3 separate regions of the Sus scrofa genome follow, and all the other regions are linked to region 2. The links are chromatin contacts, called in public Hi-C and HiChIP or PLAC-seq maps. All regions are on one chromosome and are shown on one strand. The core of a region is the stretch at or near the end of the contact, and the rest is flanking DNA. Distances in the headings are between cores, read along the strand shown.

What was found. A called contact is a pair of places that touch in the nucleus more often than the background predicts. HiChIP or PLAC-seq counts read pairs in DNA pulled down with a chosen protein or histone mark.
Region 1: a Hi-C map of liver shows a contact between it and region 2, with 4 times the contacts expected there. The contact joins the promoter of GNA11 here to the promoter of NCLN in region 2. A contact is called at or near these places in 1 of 5 promoter capture datasets (liver), 6 of 47 Hi-C or Micro-C datasets (embryonic fibroblasts, fetal skeletal muscle, liver and 2 more) and 1 of 2 datasets of contacts at active chromatin or transcription factors (alveolar macrophages).
Region 3: an H3K27ac HiChIP or PLAC-seq map of alveolar macrophages shows a contact between it and region 2. The contact joins the enhancer-like site here to the promoter of NCLN in region 2. A contact is called at or near these places in 6 of 47 Hi-C or Micro-C datasets (embryonic fibroblasts, epiblast stem cells, fetal liver and 3 more) and 1 of 2 datasets of contacts at active chromatin or transcription factors (alveolar macrophages).

What each region holds. Positions count from the first base shown.
Region 1 is chr2:75,454,995-75,459,568 of Sscrofa11.1, reverse strand. It overlaps GNA11 (G protein subunit alpha 11), which reads left to right and starts at 2,714. Exons shown (of 7, transcript NM_001044538.2): 1 at 2,714-2,852. The coding sequence starts at 2,717.
Region 2 is chr2:75,389,067-75,393,415 of Sscrofa11.1, reverse strand. It overlaps NCLN (nicalin), which reads left to right and starts at 2,815. Exons shown (of 14, transcript XM_021084134.1): 1 at 2,815-3,183. The coding sequence starts at 3,000.
Region 3 is chr2:75,470,053-75,474,973 of Sscrofa11.1, reverse strand. The region is part of intron 2 of LOC110259368 (a long non-coding RNA gene); the gene reads right to left. Among named protein-coding and RNA genes, the nearest start is that of GNA11, 16 kb to the right of the region's middle. Within about 2 kb of position 1,268, at least 13 of the 83 cell types and tissues checked have an H3K27ac peak or open chromatin away from gene starts, as enhancers often do. A contact at or near this core is called in alveolar macrophages and fetal liver, where this site is marked.

The DNA of each region.
Region 1 (4,574 bases), core at 1,465-3,964, 66 kb before region 2:
TAGTATTATGTTCACTTTACAGATGGGGAAACTGGTCCAGAGATACTAAGTCACCCACCAGCAATCTATACCAGAGTTAAGTGGCAAAAGGAAGGATCCATCCTGAGGTTTAAGTCCTGTGTGAGGAGGAGGCTGGAGGTGGTAAGCAGCAGAAGCAGAGAAGGGAAGAAAGTGCAATTATTTTTTTTTTTTCTTCAGAGAAAAAAAAAGCACCCAGAAGCGCTGGGTTCCTTCATCGATTTCACAAACATTTATCGATCACCTACTGTATAGCAGGTGCTGTTTTTGGCTGTGGGGACACCACAGAGAGCAAGATGGACAAAGTTCCCTGCACACGTAGCACTCCCACATGAGGGTGGGCGATTCCACTCATTGCTACCCAGGAGTTTTGCTGGGGGAGGGAAGAGGCCAGAGGCTCTGTGCTGGACGAGGGGGACCCCACGGTCACCAAGACACTGTGGTCACTGCCCTCCAGGAGTTCACAGTCTGGTGGGGGAGACAGAGAGCAAACAACAAAGAACCCATCCATTCTTCCCTTCAATACTTATTGAGCACCTACTGTGTACTATACTAGAGGCAGCAGTGATCAGAACAGAGAACCCTACAATAGGGTGAGGAGGGAACAGGCAAGCAAAGAAGATGATTTCGGGCTGTGGAAAGGGCTGTGGGAAAGTCCAGCAGGGTGCTGCTGGGGTGGGGGGGTGGCATTGGAAAGGTCTGGCCTGGAAAGACCTGGCCTGACGGCCCCTGGAGGAGGGGACATTGGAGCCAAGGTCCAGGGGACAATGTTTCTGTTCATTTCCCTGGTTACAGTTCTTTATTCAAGTGGAGCTTTCCTCTATTTGTGGGACAGGGTGTGGAGGGGGACCCCAGACCCCTGCCCTGACTGCGTGTCCAACTAGGGTGGGGGCAGAAGGGCCAAGATCAGAGCCTTAAGGAGCCAACCTTTCCTCAGTCCCAATCAACTAATCAGTGGAGACCTTGACCTTCCCCTCTCCCCTTATCTCAAGACAGGTGAGCACAGTGTTCAAGGTGCAGCTTGGAAGGTACATGATGTGATCTGGGCAGAGCCGGGGGTGGGGGTGGGGGTTCCAGCCAAGTCAGGGCTGGGGGAGGTGCCGATGTCAGGGAACTGTGGAGAATGGCACCTCACTTTCCTTGTCCATGAAATGGGTCTCAGCATGAGGAGCACCTCAGACTTTTATACTTTTCCCATCATTCGAAACACATGGGTTGAGTACCTCCTGTGTGTTTGGGCCTCTTTCTAGGTCTCTTTCTGTTAAGAGGCCAGACAGTGAAATTTTTTTTTTTTTTTTGTCTTTTCTAGGGCTGCACCCGCGGCATATGGAGGGTCCCAGGCTAGAGGTCAAATTGGAGCTGTAGCCGCCAGCCTATGCCAGAGCCACAGCAATGCCAGATCCAAGCCACATCTGCGACCTACACCACAGTTCACAGCAACGCTGGATCCTTAATCCACTGAGCCGAGGCCAGGGATTGAACCCATAACCTCATGGTTCCTAGTCTGATTCATTAACCACTGAGCCACGATGGGAACTTCCAGATAGTAAATATTTTAGGGCTGTAGCAACTACATAACTCTGCTGGTGCAGGGTAAAGGCAGCAAATCTCCATAAATGAATGGGCGTGGCTATGCTACCATAAAATTAACTTGGCAGGACTCGGTATATAGTAGGCACTTCATTAATCCTTGTTCCCTGACTGTAATATAGTAGCGCTGCACTAATACCTGGTCCATGCCTGGTATATAGCAAGTGTTGCATTAATGCTTGGACATGCAAGGTTTACAGTAAGCATTCCACTAATGTTTGTTTCCTGCCTGGTATACACCAGGCATTGCATTAATGCTTGGTTACATCGTGGGCACGGCATTAATAGCTGGTCCAGGCCTGGTATACAGCAAGTACTCCATTAATGCTCATTCCATACCTGGCATACAGAAGGCCTTACATTAATGCTAAGCCCAAGTCTGGTATATAGGAGAGGTTCCCTTAATGCATGCTCCAAGAATGGTTGAGAGTAAGGTTCATTTCTGGTCAGGCAATGGCAGGGTCCTGGGAGGCCGTGAATGCTGGTACCTCGCTGCCTCACATGGAGCCCGACGGATCGACCGACAGCAGCTGCGGATCTGAGCCTTTAGCTCCAGCATAGCCGAGCAGGGCCGAGCGGAGCCGAGCGCAGCCGAGCCGCCCTGCAGAGTCCGCCACATTCCCACAATCCCGGGCGGCCCCGCCCGGCTCCCAGCTGCGCGTCCCCCTTCCCACGTCGGCGCAACCTAACCCTCGGGCGCGCCCGCCTCGCCCCGCCCCGCCCCGCCCGTGCGACGCCCCGCCCAGCCCAGCTGCTAGTCCCGCCCCCGCGGCGGGCGCGCGGGCCACCGCCCCCTCCCATTGGCCGCACTGGCCGCCCGTCGGCGCTGTGCGGGCGCGGGTTAGGTTGTGAGGCGCTGTCGCTCGGTCGCGGCGGCTGCGGTTGGCGGTGGCGGCGGCAGTGGCGGCGGCGGCGGCGCGGGCAGAGGGCGTCCGGGCGGGATCAGCGGCCAAGCGGGACCGGCGCTCGCAGGTGGCCGAGGCTGACCGCCGGCCCGGGGGCCGAGCGCCGAGGGCCAGGCGGGCGCGGCCAGGGCAGCTCCGGGCCAGGGCCGGGCCGGCCGGGGGGCGACGGCGGGGGCGGCCGGCGGGCGGCCGGGGCCGGAACGATGACTCTGGAGTCCATGATGGCGTGTTGCCTGAGCGATGAGGTGAAGGAGTCCAAAAGGATCAACGCCGAGATTGAGAAGCAGCTGCGGCGGGACAAGCGCGACGCCCGGCGCGAGCTCAAGCTGCTGCTGCTCGGTGAGTGGGCCTGGCCTGCGGGGTCCCCAGGGCCAGCGGCGCGGGGACGGCCGAGCGTGGCGGCCCTGCGTGGTGTCCACGGTGGGGACCCCGGGCCTTGGGGTCAGCGTACTCGGTGCCGTCGGCCTCTGGGCCACCTAAACCCCGCAGGGTCATCCCCAATCTCTGCTGTACAGGCTGAGTCCCTGAAACGCGAGGGGCCAGCTCCTGCCTCTGCTGTCCACATCAGCGCCCCAGAGCCTCAGGATCTGCCCGTGCCTCTTCTTTCCATGGCAGGGCCCTGATCCCCAATCCCCGAAGTGTCAGTCCCCAGTCTCTGCTGTCCAGAACGGGCCCGGGTTCCTTCAGGATTAGCCCTCGCCCCTCCTGTCCAGGTGGGCTCCCAGGACGCTTCGGGATCAGTCCCGGCCTCTGCTGTCCACTCCTTGATCCCTGCAGGGCCAGCTTCTGCTTCTGCTCTCCAGGTCAGGCCCCCATAACCCTGGAGGGTCTGCCCTATGCCCCTTCTCTTGAGACACGGCCTCTCCCTGCACAGGGCTGGCCCTCCGTCTCTCCCCCACCAGGTGTGCCCCCCTTGCTGACCCCAGCATCTGTTCAGGTCCAGACCTTCCGGCTGTAGTCCAGTAGATGTGCCCCTTGCCTCCTGGGATCCTTTCTCCACTCTTCCCACCAGGTGGAGCCCTGTTCCCTGCGTGCAGGGCCCCTCCAATCTCCGTTCTCTCAGACCAGTCTGTGTGGGGAAGACCCATGTCCCTGCCAGTGAGGTACACCGCATGGGCGAGAAGACAGCCTGTCCCCTTTTCTTGGGGTCGGGGCAGGTGGAGCCCCAGAGGGGCCTTAGCCGGTTTTCAGAACTGGCCAACTCGGCAACCCCCCCTATGTCTTAGTGGGAGCCTGGGCTCCCCGGTCCTCCTCTCCTCCTGGAGAAGACTCCTGTTCGAATCTCCATCTCCCCAAGGCACACCTGTTGGTGGGAGCCAGTCGGCCCAGCTGTCAGCGAAGTGTTGTCACCCCAAATAAGGGTTGTTGGAGGCCTTACCTCCGCAGTCAAAGGCAAGAAGGTCGTTTACACAACAGAAGCCCTTGCCCTACCTTCTCTGGACCTGGGCTGCATTCCTGCACTGTGGGAAAGTTGGAAATGCAGCTGCGATGGGCCGTGGGTGGAGGAGGGGTCTGCCGCGGAGGGGTGTACCGGCTTATTGGTGCAGGGTTTGGAGTCACTGAGTTGCATGGTGGAGGAATGACTTTGTGGAGGCTGCAGGTCTTGGTGGGAACATCTTACTTCTCCCACCTGTGGGGACCCCCCCTGTCCTCTCTTTGATAAAATACCTTGCCAATTTCTTTTCCCCAAATTTGTTCCGCTTTACCTAAAGGCTATAACATGGGCCATCTTTGCAGCAAAGACAGGCAGAGAGTAACCTTAAAGTTTGGAGAAAACTGGCAGTGGAGTCCCAGTGGCATTTGGGAGGACAGCGTGGCACTGGCTGGCTTTTGCCAGAAGAGGTAGACTTTATTGTCAGAACTGGGGTTTCAAAATTACCAGCATATTAATGTTACCAGACCCATGGCCTGGCTGGAGGCTGGAGGCTGGGGGCTGCGTGAGCCCGCAGTTGCTCCCACTGCCAGCCCTGAGCCCTTCCAGGCCCCAGACTGACATGGTGGTGGGTGCTCCTGCATCCTTGGTATGTGTATCTGGTCTCCCTGGGCCTGGACTGAGGAGGC
Region 2 (4,349 bases), core at 1,566-4,065:
GCTGAACCACGATGGGAACTCCTGTTGCTACCTTCTGTCTGGGGCCTTTGCACCTGCCTTTGTTGCTCCCACTAGAGTGGTCTGCCTGGCACTTGCCCTGACCATCCTTCAGTTCTCAACTTTAACATCACCTCCTCCAGGAAGTCTCCTTGATTTTTCCTCCTCTCTAGCCCTCTTCTGGGCTCCTACAGCTGCCTGTGCATCCCCATCATAGCTCCAATCACCCCCTGGTCACACATCCACCTTCTCCCCTGGACTTTGGGCTCTGTGAGAGTGGAAATAGTGACAGTGTCTAGGTCAGCACAGGGCCCAGCGGACAGTAGGTGCTCCATGATCTGGGGCTCTGAGAGAACTGGACTCAGCAGCACTCCTTCCACTGAGCCTTGGAAGCCTCTCCCCTTCCTTATTCTCAACCCACCTCCCTGACTGTGGTGGCACTGTCCCCATGAATCCTGACTTCTGCTCGTTAGGTGGCTCAGGTGTCTGTAACTCATTTCCATTCTCCAGCTCTGCCACACACTACAGGCTTCAGTTTCCTCATCTGTAAAATGAGGATATTGATATCCCCTGCCGTCCAGGGATATTGATAAGCAAGGAGTATAAAGGCCCTCAAACTATTATGTGTATGTTTTTAAATGACAAATAACAACAAAGCCTTATATATCACTCAACAATATTCTTGTCACTTTTGTATTAACTCATTTAATTCTTGCAAAACCTCCAGGAGGCAGACATCATCATTAACTTCAGTTTGCAGATGGTGAAACCAATGCCCAGAGAGGTTAGATAACTTACACAAAGTCACACAGCTGGGAAGAGGCAGAGATGGGAGTCAAACCCAGGCAGGTGACTTCTTGATCCCTGCTTGTTACTGCCTCTTTGATGAATGAATGAATGAATAAATACCAGTTCCTTCCCTCTTTGGAAAACTCAGAACAAATGTTCCATTTCATCCTTTGGGCTGTCCTAGGTTTCATATCCACAAAGCAGGATTAATTGAATCTTATTTTACAGACAGAAAAAACCAAGGGTCAGGAGAGGAGGCAGCATGAACAGCTCTCGAGTCGAATTCCTGCTATCTGAGCCAAGTTCAGGCTGTTTTCTTTCTCTAATTCTGGGTGAGTGTGTGTGTGCGTGTGTGTGAGAGACGCATGTGCATGTCTTGCCTGTTCATAGCCTGGAGTGGAAGAATAGGGTTGGATGGAGAAGCAGGTAATAAACATTTGCTGCTGAGGATTATGTGGGCCAGAATGAGTTCTCATCCCTTTCCCAGCCCTACCGGGCCGCTCATTACTCCTGGTGCCTAGGACCTCCCTGGAGAGGCCTCGGGATGGCCAGAAGCAGGGGACATAGCTGGGAGGGCTGGGCTGGTGTGTTGGGGTGTTCATGACTCTTTCATTCACTCACGCAACCACTGTGTGTCAGGCTCTGTTCTGGACACTGGAGTTCCAGCGAAAAATAACCTGGTGCCTGCCCACATAACGGTCACAGTTTGGTAGGGTTGACAAGCCTCAAACTAAGAGATGCCCATCATTTCAGTAAGGAGCTAGCCATGCAGAAAGGTGGGGTGGGGGAGGGGCGTGAGTGTTTCGCAGGGATAGCAGATGCAGCAGCTCTGAGGCTGCACAAGCTTGGTGCTTTCTCCTAATACCAACACTTATTGAGCATTTCACGTCTGCCTTGCTTTTTCCAAGTCGGTTCACGTGGATTATCTTATTGAATCTTTACACACCCCTGGGGAGCCCAAGAAGAGTGTTTGATGATCATATTTGGCAGCTGAGGAAAAAGAGGGTCAGAGAGGTGAAGCAACATGCCCAAGGTCACACAGCCTGGGAAGTGGATGAGCTGGGACTTGAACCCATGCTATTAATCAGCATAACTGCCACTTCTCCCTTGGGTAGGAGGGAGGGCCCAATTCCTTTGGCAACAGTATCAGAGTCTGGGGGCTAGGGCCAGTGTGCTCTGCACCCTGTGGCCTCGGTCTTCCCATCTGTACAAGAGGGTGTGAATTACTAATGCTCTTCAACGCCTCCAGGGACCCTGAGACAATTGGATTCTTAGGGTGCCCAGATAAGAAAATACAAATCTGAGACACCCAGTGAAATTTGAATTTCTAACACTAAACTTTTTTTTTTTTTTAATATGAGAATGTCCCCAATATAAATAAGCATAAGCACAAAATAATTATCTCTCCAATCTTGGCACAACGCCTGGCTCCTGACTACAAGTCCCACAATCCATTGCGACATCCCTTAGGAACCTTCTATCAGGATTTCTTTATTCTATTTCATTCATTTATCCAAAAATTATATAAACCATCCACTGTGTGCTAGACCCTGTGTTACGTTATGAGGTATAAATCAGTGCACAAAGCAGACAAAATTCTTTGTCCTTATGTAGTTTAACATCTATATTCTTTGGGAATTTTAAGTGATTTTTCTCCAACTTCTGTCTAAAAGACTCCAGCTCCCATGACCCCTTGCGCTTGCTCAATTAGACTACAATTCCCAGGAGACCTAGAGTATCACGTTCCACTCCCCCCCGCCCCCCGTCCCCAATTGCTTCCAAACTTACTTCCGGGTCGCGAGGTCACATCCTGCAACACACCCCCTTCCCTCCTCTTTTCCCAAAGTAAAGCAGAATTTCAGTAAGTTCCACTGCTAATAGCATTTTTAAAGTCTCTGTAGCTTCTGGCTTGGAGTTTATGTGAAACTTTAGCCAAACGGTCCCCTTCACCCTTCGCCATCTGGAAGTAACGGAATGGGCCTACGATTCCCAGATGCCTCCGCGCGCGCCTGGAGAACTACAACTTCCAGTCGGCAGGGCGGCGGGCATGTAGCCCTCAGCGGTGCCCTCAGGACCCCGAAGCGGATGCAGGCTGCCCGGCACGGCGCCCGCAGGACCCCGGCGCCTACCCATGCCGAGGTGAGTCCGCGGGAGTCGCCGCTGTCGCCGTCCCGTCCCCGCCGCCGCCCCGCGCGGCCCCGCCGCCGGCCAGGATGTTGGAGGAAGCGGGCGAGGTGCTGGAGAACATGCTGAAGGCGTCGTGCCTGCCACTTGGCTTCATCGTTTTCCTGCCCGCCGTGCTGCTGCTCGTGGCGCCGCCGCTGCCAGCCGCCGACGCGGCGCACGAGTTTACCGTGTACCGCATGCAGCAGTACGACCTGCAGGGACAGCCCTATGGTACGTGGACCCGGGCCCCTCATCTCCCCACGGAGTCCGGCTCTCCTCCTGGGCCCCTGGCCTACCCCGGCTTTGCCTACCCCAACCTGCTTTCCCACTCAGACTCCCCCTTTACTGGGGCCCTGGCCTACTCCAGCCGGGATACCTCTCTCCCTTGGTTTGGTCTCTGCTCTTCGGGCCCTAGGACCCGTCTCTCCCACCTGTCTAGCAGGAGTCCAAGCGCAGACCTCACTTGGTCTCTAGACTCTTACCCAAGACCCCTGGCAAGTCAGAGCCTGAACACCTAGATCCACGCTAGGCCCCCAGCTCTCTCTGCCTAATGCCCCAGGAACCTGCTGCACTGGCACTCCCAGCTCCCCGGCCCCGACAAGGGCTATATGCTCCAGAAGTCAGAGCTCTTACTCTCAGGCCAGGCTCCTCCTGCGTTTGGACTCCTGGGTCCCCTCTCTCTCTGATTCCCACGTGGACCAGAGCTCCAACCTTTGACCTACTTGACTTGGACTGGAGCCTCTCAGCTCGGTTCTGCCAGGCTGAGCTTCCCAACCATCCATAGCCCAGAGCACCCTGGTGCTCTTTGTCCAGTGCCCACATTCTGCCCCCCTTAGGGCTCAAGAGCTCTGATCGCCAACCTCAGCGTGGCCCGGTGTCCAGGTCTCTCTCTCCTAGGCTCTGCTTCCTGGTCGCAGCTTATGTGTCAGGTTCCTCAGAAGGGCTTAGCTAATCCCTCCGCCCCCACCCCCTTTCAGTCCCTTGTGTTTGGGCTCCTGAAATCTCCTAGACCCCATATTTTGTTCTCTCCTTTGGTGCATACCCATCTGTCGGCTTCCTGGGACACTCCCGCTCCTTCCCAGGATTTCAGACGCAGAGGCCTAGATCCTACTCCCCAGCCCTGTTCCCTCATCTCTCAGACCTCGTTGCCCAGCTCATTTTAAATTCCCCTCTCTTTTCCCAGCTTTGCTGTATCTGGTGTTCCAGAACCTTCCGGCCTGGTGTCTTAGGTCCCCACAAGTTAACGCCTGCCCTCCCTATGAGGAAACCCCCTCCCCATTCCTCCTGGTCCTGGTTCATCTCTGAGCCCTGGTTCTATTGGACTTGCCCCTGCAATTGGGACCTTAGGCCCAGCCTGGACCCCCTGCCACTGCCGGGCCCTTGAGGGGCCCCGGTTT
Region 3 (4,921 bases), core at 19-2,518, 83 kb before region 2:
CTGGCCTTTTACTTGTTGAGTGATGAGGACCAAGTCAAGTCCTCTCTCTGCACCTTTGTTTTCTCATCTGCAAACAGAAGTCCTAAGAGTTCCAGAAAGTTGTAAGGATGGAATGAAATCCAGCGTGAGGCTCCCCTTAGCTGGGTGTTAGAAGTGTACATTAACTGAAATGAAAGGAAATTAAAAAATTGAGCTCCTCAGTTGCACAAGCCACATCTCAGGGGCTAGCCACTGTGGCTGGTGGCCACCCCACTGGACAGGGAAGATGCCCATCATTGCCCCCCATGGCAGGAAGTTCTGTGGAGAGCATGGCCTTGAACATTCTTCTTCTTCTTCTTTTTTTTTTTTTTTGTCTTTTTGTCTTTTTGTTGTTGTTGTTGTTGCTATTTCTTGGGCCGCTCCCACGGCATATGGAAGTTCCCAGGCTAGGGGTTGAATCGGAGCTGTAGCCACCGGCCTACACCAGAGCCACAGCAACGCGGGATCTGAGCCGCATCTGCAACCTACACCACAGCTCACGGCAACGCCGGATCGTTAACCCACTGAGCAAGGGCAGGGACCGAACCCGCAACCTCATGGTTCCTAGTCGGATTCGTTAACCACTGCGCCACGACGGGAACTCCGGCCTTGAACATTCTTGAGCATTGGTTTTCAGCTGGGGGTGATTCTGTCCCCAGGGGACACTGAGTGATGTCTGGAGACACTGTGGTTGTCACAACTGGAGGGCTGCTGGCACCGGGTGGGTGGAACAGGGAGGCTACTCATCACCCCACAGTGCCCATGACGGCCCCAAGAGGATGAGCTGACCCCCTGTCTGCAGTGCTGGAGGGGGTGGGGGGACACTGGAGTAGGACAGTGGGTCTCAGGCAGGTCCCAGCAGCATCACCTGGAGTCTTGATAGAAAGGCAAAATCTCCGGCCCCACCCCCAGCCAGCAATGCTGCTCACATCCTGCAATGTCCAGGACAGCCCAAATGTCCCCTGTGCCAAGCAGGAGCGACCCCAGACTAGAGCTATGGCGGCCACTAGCCATACACTGTCAAATAGTCTTACGCGTCAATTGATGGAAATGAAATGAAATGAAAAATGTATGTCCCCAGTGGCCCTGGCCACCGCTCCGGGGCTCAAGCGGCTAGTGTGCCGAGCAGCACCGAGCTGGAGTATTCCCGTTCTGGCAGAAAGCGCTTTCGCTCCCCAAGGTCAGGCCAGCCTGTCAGCGCTGGCTCCACCCACTAACAGGGACCGAGATTGCGATTCCAGGATCGACCACATGGGGGCAGCATGTCCCAGGAGCTGAAGCCCCCGGGCAGAGGCTGAGCAGGTAGCAGGCAGCCCTCAACTGGCGGGCTAGAGCGTCCACCGTGGGCCAGACTCTGTGCTGGACACGGCGCTGCACTCCAGACAGTCTAGTCCAGGTTACCCTCTCGCCCTTGGACATTGGTCTGTGCGGACCGTCCTGGACACTGTGGGGTGCAGAACAGCATCCCAGGTCTCACCCACTCCATGCCAGAAGCCCCCCAGTTGTGACAACCAGATGTTCCCAGACATGGCCTATTGTCCCCAGGGGAGGCAGGACTGCTCTGAGAGAGACCCATTGGATTAGGGGATTGCATGGACCCCCAAGAGGCTGGTTTCTATGACCATCAGACCACCGAGGTCTTGGGATGCTGTACACATTTAAATGCACACCTAGTGGGAGGGGCGCAGTGACTCAGGTAGTGGGGGCCACTCTGGTCTACACCAGCTGACCATTGGAGATTTATTCTGGTGTGTAATTTGAGCTAAGAGATCAAAATCATTTTTTCCCCCAAATAATTAACACAGGGTCCCTCCACCTCTAGGACATTTGGGGCCAGGTCATTCTCTGGGGTTGGATGTTCTGGGCACTGTGGAGGGTTGAGCAGCATGCCAGGGCCCCACCTAGTTGATGCCAGAAGCCTGTGGTATGACAACCACAGATGTCCCCCAACATCGACTGGTGTCCCCTGGGGGCAGAATCCCACCCCCCAAGTTGTGACAACCAGAAATGTCATCAACATTGCCAGCTGGCAGCTGTCTGTCTGTCTCTCTTTTTTATTTTTTTAGCTGAGTCTGAGGCAGGTGGAAGTTCCTGGGCCAGGGATGGAATCTGTGCCACAGCAGTGACAATGCTGGATCCTTAACCCGATTTGCCACCAGGGAACCCCTGCCGTCTGTCTCTCCCTCCATAGGGCAAAATTACACCCAGCTGGGAATCACCATTTTAGTGAATCAACTCATCAGACAGTTAATATTTAAATTATGAAACAAGATGCAGTATATAAGGGGGGCCTTCAAACTTTTTTTGACCATGACATCTTCTCCCAGTAAAATTAAATTAACTAAAAATATGTATACCAGAGTTCCTGTTGTGGCTCAGTGGTAATGAACCTGACTAATATCCATGAGGACACAGGTTTAATCTCTGGCCTCGCTCAGTGGGTTAAAGATCCGGCATTGCTATGAGCTGTGGGGTAGGCCTGTGGCTGCAGCTCTAATTCCACCCCAAGCCTGGGAACTTCTATATGCCATGGGTGTGGACCTAAAAGGACTATATTATATATATGCATATGTATACCTACCTACTACTCAGGACACAAATTTAAATATGTGCATCCCCCCAATAAAAGTTGACCAAGATAACACTTGCCCCTGCTAAGCATGATGCGTTATGATATTTCCCGTTCTATATTGCTGAAAATGAAAATGTGAGTCTTGACTCACTGAATTGATTTCTCCACCTACAGATGGACAAAAACAGTGATGCAGAGTACAGGCTGATGAAGGACCCAAACCAGAAACCCAAACCCTGAGGTCCCTTGGGCCAGGGTCACAGCATGGAAAATGGTCAAGGACTAGTGTCACAACCTTGACCAGTGTTGCAGGCATGACTTAGAAGGAGGCCAGGCCTGGAGAGCTAGTGGCCCGGCTGCACATGTATCAAGTTCAAGAGCAGGTCAAACCAACCCGTGGGCAGAGGACGTGAGTAGACTTTTCTGCAGTTGTGCAAATGGCCCAAAAGTGCATGAAAAGCTGTTTAACATCTTTCATTAGTCATCAGGGAAATGCAAATTAAAACCACAGGGAGATACCCATTAGGACCTCTATGAAAAACCAACCCAACCCAACCCCCACCCCCCAAAAAAAGTAACAAGCATTGACAAGGCTGGAGAAATCAGACACCTCCTGCTCAGCCCGTGGGAATGGAAAATGATGCAGCTGCTATGGAAAATAGTTCAGTGGGTCCTCAGAAGTTCAAAAGTACGAGTTCCTTGGTGGCTCAGCAGGTTAAGGATTGGGTGTTGTCACTGCTGTAACTTGGATTGCTGCTGTAGTGTGGGTTCGATCCCTGGGCCAGGAAATTTTGTATGCCAAGGGCCAATCCCCACTCCCCAAGAAAATCAAACATAGAATCACCTTGTGACCCAGCAATTGCGCTCCCAGGTACATGCCGAGCACAGACTCAGATATTGTACACTTTTGTTCATAGCAACTTTTTTTTTTTTTTTTTTGCTTTTTAGGGCTGCATCCATGGCGTGTAGAGGTTCCCAGGCTAGGGGGCTGAACTGGAGCTACAGCTGCCAGCCTACGCCCCAACCACAGCAACACCAGATCTGAGCCACGTCTGCAACTTACACCATAGCTCACGGCAACGCCGGATCTTTAACCCACTGAGCAAGGCCAGGGATCGCACCGGCAACCTCATGGTTCCTAGTCAGATTCGTTTCTGCTGCACCATGACAGGCCAAATGTGGAAACACCCCATGTCCATCAAGAGATGATAGATAAACACAATATGGTCCATCCCTATAATGGATATGATTCAGCCTTAAGTAGGAAGGAGATTCTGACACCTGTTTCAACATGGAGACCTTGAGGATGTGATGCTAGACAAGAAGGACAAACACTGTCTGATTCCACCCCCAGGAGGTCCCTAGAGGAGTCAGATGCACAGAGACAGGAAGGAGATGGTGGGGCAGGGGCTGGGGGAGGGGAGGGGGAGTCAGTGTTTCATGGGGACAGAGTTTCAGTTCGGGAAGATGAGAAAGTCCTAGAGATGATGGTGGAGATGGTTACACAACATGAATGTACTTAACGCCACTGAGTTGTGTGCTTAAAAAAATGATTAAAATGGTAAATTTTATGGTATGCATATTTCATCACAGCTAGAAAAAGATTAACTAAAAAGCTGGGAAAAAAAAAAAACAAAAACCAAAACCCCACAAAACCTAAACCTGGTTGGGTGGGGAAAATAGGGCTGGACACAAACACTACCATCCGATGAAGTCAGGGCAGGGATTGTCATGGGGGGGGCGGGGGAGCAGAGACTTTGCCTGGGCTTTGGGCTTCCAGAAACTACAGAATGCCCAGTTCAACGTGCATAGGAGACTTTTCACCTTTTTTTTTTTTTTTTTTTGGCTGCGCTCTCAGCAGGCATGAGGAAGTTCCCTGGGCCAAGGATCCAGTTTGCGCCACAGAAGAGACAACTGCTGTATCCTTAACCTACTGAGCCACCAGGGAACTCCTCATAGGACACTCTTATGCTAAAACATTCTTGGTTGTTTATCTGAAATTCCCAATTGAGTGCACGTCCTGTGTTTTTATTTGCTAAACCTGGGCTGCAATGTGCCCACTGCTTGTTTCTCCTCTCCTGGGATGGCGTCTAGGCTTTGTCCTCAGAGGAAGAATCAAAGAATTGTACCTCTTTCCTGCATAAACGTATTTGGACACGTCTTTTTTGAGAAAGGAGCCTAGCAGGAAGGCAGTGCTCAGAAATTGTGAGTAGAGTTCCTGCTGTGGCTCAGTGGGTTAATTATCCAGCTCGTCCCTTTGGCGTTGCCGGTGCAATCCTTGGTCTGGTGCACAGGGCTAAGGATCTGACCTTGCTGTAGATGTGGTCAAAG